2 separate regions of the Ovis aries genome follow, and region 1 is linked to region 2. A link is a contact called in public Hi-C data. All regions are on one chromosome and are shown on one strand. The core of a region is the stretch at or near the end of the contact, and the rest is flanking DNA. Distances in the headings are between cores, read along the strand shown.

The links. Hi-C and Micro-C count contacts between places; a contact is called where the count stands out from the background.
Region 1: a Hi-C map of liver shows a contact between it and region 2, with 4 times the contacts expected there. The contact joins two enhancer-like sites. A contact is called at or near these places in 2 of 16 Hi-C or Micro-C datasets (liver and mixed tissues).

What each region holds. Positions count from the first base shown.
Region 1 is chr3:21,770,576-21,773,275 of ARS-UI_Ramb_v3.0, reverse strand. No RefSeq gene overlaps it. Among named protein-coding and RNA genes, the nearest start is that of TRIB2, 220 kb to the right of the region's middle. Within about 2 kb of position 1,430, at least 3 of the 54 cell types and tissues checked have an H3K27ac peak or open chromatin away from gene starts, as enhancers often do. A contact at or near this core is called in liver, where this site is marked.
Region 2 is chr3:21,317,923-21,320,622 of ARS-UI_Ramb_v3.0, reverse strand. No RefSeq gene overlaps it. Among named protein-coding and RNA genes, the nearest start is that of TRNAG-GCC, 140 kb to the left of the region's middle. Within about 2 kb of position 1,357, at least 10 of the 54 cell types and tissues checked have an H3K27ac peak or open chromatin away from gene starts, as enhancers often do. A contact at or near this core is called in liver, where this site is marked.

The DNA of each region.
Region 1 (2,700 bases), core at 181-2,680, 450 kb before region 2:
AACAAGTATCGTATATTAATGCATATATATGGAAACTAGAAAAATGGTGCAGGTGATCTTATTGGCAAAGCAGAAATAGAGACACAGATGTATAGAACAAACGTGGATATCAAGGGGGAAGGAGGGGCGGGAGGAATGGGAGATTAGGATTGACGCATATACACTATAGATACTAGTTATAGAATAGATAACTAACAAGGACCTTACTGTATGTAGTTTAGTCACTCAATCATGTCCGACTTTTTGTGATCCCACAGAGGACAGCCCACCAGTCTCCTCTGTCCATGGGATTCTCCAGATAAGAACACTGGATTGGATTGTCATTCCCGTCTCCAGAGAATCTTCTTGACCCAGGAATCAAACCTGGGTCTCCTGCGTCACAGGCAGACTCTACCATTTGGACTACAGGGAAGACCTGTACTGTATCTCACTGAACTCTACTCATTGCTCTGTGGCAACATAAATGGTAAGGAAATCCTAAAAGAGGGGATATATGTATGTGGCTTGCCAGGCAGCACAGTGGTAAAGAATCCACCGGCCACTGCAGGAGACGCAAGAGACGTGGGTTCAATCCCTGGATCAGGAAGATCCCCTGTAGGAGGAAATGGCAACACACTCCAATATTCTCGCCTGGGACATCCCATGGACAGAGGAGCCTGGCAGGCTACAGTCTATGGATGAGATCGCAGAGTCAGACACGACTGCACACACACACACACACACACACACACACACACACGTATAGATGATTCATTTTGCTGTATAGCAGAAACTAACACGACATTGTAAAGCGACAATTCTCCAATAAAAATTGATGAATTTTTTTTCGTGGGTTCATGGAAGAAACACAGCCATTTAAGTCCATCTCAAGTGTCAGCTCATCTTGGAATCAATCAGCTGCTTGGACACATAATAGCGTAGTGCTCAGTTTGAGAAATGAACAATTAGTTTTCAAAATCTAACCTCACCACTTACAGGCTTCCTTAAACTTGGATAATTTAAATAACCTCTCATAACTTTAGTTTCCACAAAGCTGGGGTGCGGATGAGAATAGCCACCAGGTAGGGCCATTGTGAAGACACAGTGGAATAATAAATGAGTGCCTGGTTCACTACATGGCAGATGCTCCACTGAGTTATAGTTCTTTATTTATCAGAAATGAGCTGTGATAATAGTTTGTTTTTGGTCTTCCCATGGTTCTTAGGTGAGTATATTCTAATACTCTTAAATGCCTAGCACAGCGCCTGGCACTTACCAGATGCTTAAATACTTCTAGTTCAGCTAATGAATGGAAGAGTAAAATAATACTGTTTAAAACTGAAACTGTAAAATAAAAATAGAATGTTTGGCTCCTGAAGCAACACAGGTTGCAGTAACATGTGATGACCACAGGATGTCACTATAAAGAAGACAGCGCTGCATTTCAGGAACATTCTGGATACTCTGCCCCTTCCCTCTCCTGGGACTCCAGGGAAAGGACACAATCGCAATACTGTGAAGGCAGAAAGCACACTGCCAAGAATCTGCACACCTCCCTCATACTCCGCCACGCAAATCCGTGCCTTAAAAACACAACTCCTGATTTACAGAGGGAAATATTTATTCTGGGCTGGTAGACCTAAATAAAAACTCAAGAAACCTCGTTTGAGGGCAGTTTTATTTCTGCAGCCTTTTGCCTATCCTGGCTTTACATCTGCCTCTCTGGGGATGGGTAGAAGTAACATGGAAAAGAAGAAAATGCAGAGTCAAACTTCAACTCCGTTGTTACCATTTGTATGTCTGTGCAAGTTTCTCAACCTTTCTGAACTTCATTTTGTCCTGTGAAAAAAGGGCAAAACAGAGATAAAGAGATTACAGATGTGCTGTTGCAACTACAGAGATTTAAGCACAACAGCCTTCTCTAAAGACTAGTTCTCAGAGTAGCCCGGAGTCAAAGAGAAGAATCTTCTCTGCAATTCTGGAAGGATTTGGGCATTGAGCCCACAGCTACTTGGCCTGCAGCATCTATCTCCAACAGATCAACAAATTCTCTGAATAAAGCTTAGTTGGACGTGGCCCCCAACAGTAACTTTCCCTTTCAAAAAAACACACTCTGTTGAGTACAAAAAAATTGCTCCTCACCAGACTCTAAAAAAGGGTATGAATGTCATTGTCTCTCTGGCTTCCTGTGGTCTCCATAAAATCTCCAAGCAGAGTATTCTGGGCTCATAAAAATGTCCACAGCCCATTTCTCATCTGCTTTAATGACGTTTCCTAATGGCTGACATTGACATTGGCATCTTTTCTCTGGGGAAAGTGTTGTGAGACTGGCTTTCCCCTTCCCCAAAATAGCTGGTGGAACAGCCCAGGAGCTGGAATACACAGAGGCGATTTTTCTCTTCCCATGAAGAGATATATCCTCCAAGATACGGGAACTCCGCCTCATTTCCTGTGGCGACAGGCTGAGAGGTCCCATAGCCACCAAGAAGCATTTGCATCCCCACTCAAGGAGTTCAGCTTTGTGTTGTTCCCGGAGCTCTGGGAAGAGAATGAAATTAGAAAGAAAAAAAAATGACTTTAGTATCCATTATCTGTGAAAGAGGTTCTATGAGCTATGTTGTGTCAATAGGACTTCCCTTGTGATTCAGCTGGTAAAGAATCTGCCTGCAATCTGGGAGCCCTGGGTTCCATCCCTGGGTTGGGAAGATTCCCTGGAGAAAG
Region 2 (2,700 bases), core at 108-2,607:
ACAATAGAATTCTGGAAGGTAGAACACAGTATTTCTTCAGTGGAATCTGCATCCTAAGTACCTCAATCCCATCTCCTTTCATTTTGACGGATACATCTTATTTGATCAAGAATCCTGCAAGACAAGGAGCATACCCCCAGCCCCGACTCCTCTCTCTCAACCTCTCCCAATTCGGAAAGCTGAATCCTTGAGAAGGTCAACAATTTTGCTTCCGGTTTTACCTGAAGTGCGTAGCGGAGATGGAAGAGAATGCACGTCTTTCTTCAGAACCAGGACAGGTTTCCTCCCCACTTCCCTGCCCCCTAGCCCTCCCTCCTTCTCTGCCTGGTCTCTCTCATCACCGTCCAACGGATTCTCGGCTTTGAAGATGAGGAATCCGAGGGGCACAGGGTCTGGTTCTAAAAGAGGAGAAACATGGAATCAGCTGCTATGAGAGGTGGCGGGGGTGGGAGCTTATTTTCACTTCAATCTACAGAGGAAGAAACATCTCCCTTTATCTGAGGAGTCAGGTAAGGCCTCTGGAAGGAGAGGACATCAGCTCTGAGGGCGAGTGGGAATCTCTAGGGGTGAAGGACTCGCCTAAGCTCTGAACTTGGCTGCAGAATTTCCAAGCAGAAGAATCCACCCTGACCTGTGATGAGTCAGACGGAAATTCCCTTTTATGTGTGGCTAGTCCCTCAGTTTGCTTGCTAACACTCTTCCAGCGGACCCCTTGGCTTCTTTCTCTAACATACTTCCCTCAGACTGCTCAGCCTTGCCCGAAATCGCCTGCGTGGAGCCCACTCAGGTCCCTGCACGAGGCCCCTGGGAGTAGGCAGGTGTGCTGAGTGGGGGGACCTGGAACCTGTGGGCCCTTCTGCCCTCCTCCACAGGGTGCTAGAGGTAGTGCCCTTTAAGACAGCGATCACACACGTTCACTCCAGTCCCCAGAGAAGCAGCGGCAGGAGGCGTAAGGCCCCGTTCCTGAAGCAGCCCAGCCCTGGAAAAGGATGTAGATGAATAACTAAGTCACTATTTACAAGAAATTCTAATCTTGGGGCAGTTCAAGGTAAAGACAGACACCAGCCAGGAACAGCCAAAAACAACACTACCAGAACACACGGAGACAGAGGCCTCCAGCCAGACAGTGTTTTCTCTCTAAATATTGTTGCCAAAAAAAACTCAGTCAGAAAATCTCTCTCTGTTCCCCGGGTACCCTCAGCATATCAGTAATAAGAATAGCAAAAATAGTTCCCCGTGATATGAGACTGCCTACTATGTGCTAGACATTTGTATAGATTATTTTACTTCAAACCTCACTCTCCTCCCTCCCCCTCAAAAATCTAAGTTGGTGCGATTACAAGACAGGAAACAGAGAGGTTGAGTAACTGGCTGAAGTCACACAGTTAATAAGTAACTGAGTTCGCTTCAGCCTAGGATGTGAAATTAAGAAATTGCTTTTCAGATTTACACGTGGTTTTGCCAAGTTGGGAAAGTGGTTCTACAGACTAAGGTTTCATTTATTTCCAAGTCTCCTACATCTCTTCCTATGCATCTCAAGTACTTGAGGTTATGGCGATCTTTTTAAATTGTGGAAAACAAATCCCCTCTTCCCCCTAAAATGGCACCAGGAAAGTTTTGCATAAAATTTAGGAGTATTCACAGATGTCTTTTGAGAACCATCTGGGAACTGCCGGCTAAGAAACTTTGAGGACACTGTTTTGTGAGAGTTGATTCAGGGTTATATCTTCAAGCCTTAGTCATTCACAGCAGGGCTCCCTCACCATCCGCCCACTCCTCTCCCCCACCACCGCCCCCTCTGAACAGGAACCCCTGCTCTGCACAGGGCAGGGGAGATTCCGAGAAGGGACAACTGTCCTGGTAGTTCTCTGTGAGGTTGATGGAGGTTAACATCTCATTGTATTTGAGACATCTTAGTTCTGACCTCACCTGTGCCTAGTTCAACTGTCCAGAGGTCAGGGGGAGCCCTGTAACATACAAACCTCCATTAACCTCACTGATGGCAGAGATGAAATGACAATGACCTTGTTCCTTCTCACTGTTTCCCGAGCACAACTTTGATACTGCACTAAGACTTGACACTTGGTAGTTTCTTAAGTTATTGTTGCAGTGTAGAATCTGAAACCACAAGGAACGCAAAGTGATCTCTCATTCTGCTACCTTACCTCGGGTGGTGCAGTCAAAACAATTCATCACATCCACCGAAGGCAGAAGCAGATAACAGAATCTAGCCAACTTATATTAAAGCAGACGTTAAGACATTTACCAAAATGTAAAACAGTATCTTTCTACTCATGACTTTTATTTTAAAAACAGTTATTTTATCAAATACATCAATATGCAAATGACTTATTATAGTTACATTTGCATGAATGAATATATATTTTTACTTAGCTTTAATTTCTAAAATGATAAATATCAATAGATATAACTCATACAAGCAGAAAGTCTTTGAGATTCAATTTAATGAATCTAAAGAGGGCAAACGCATTCTGACATCAAAAAATTTGAAATCCATTGCACTCCAGCAATCTGTGAGCTTGCAAATATCTCTCCAAAAGCCATTTTATTATGGAATGAAGGGGTGAGAGGGACCTGCTTCTATTACCTAACATTTTTCAGCCCCCTTGGTGCTAACTGAGAGATGCACGCCTGGTAGGCAGAGGGCTGAAGTCCTCTAGGGAGCCAATGGTCTTATGT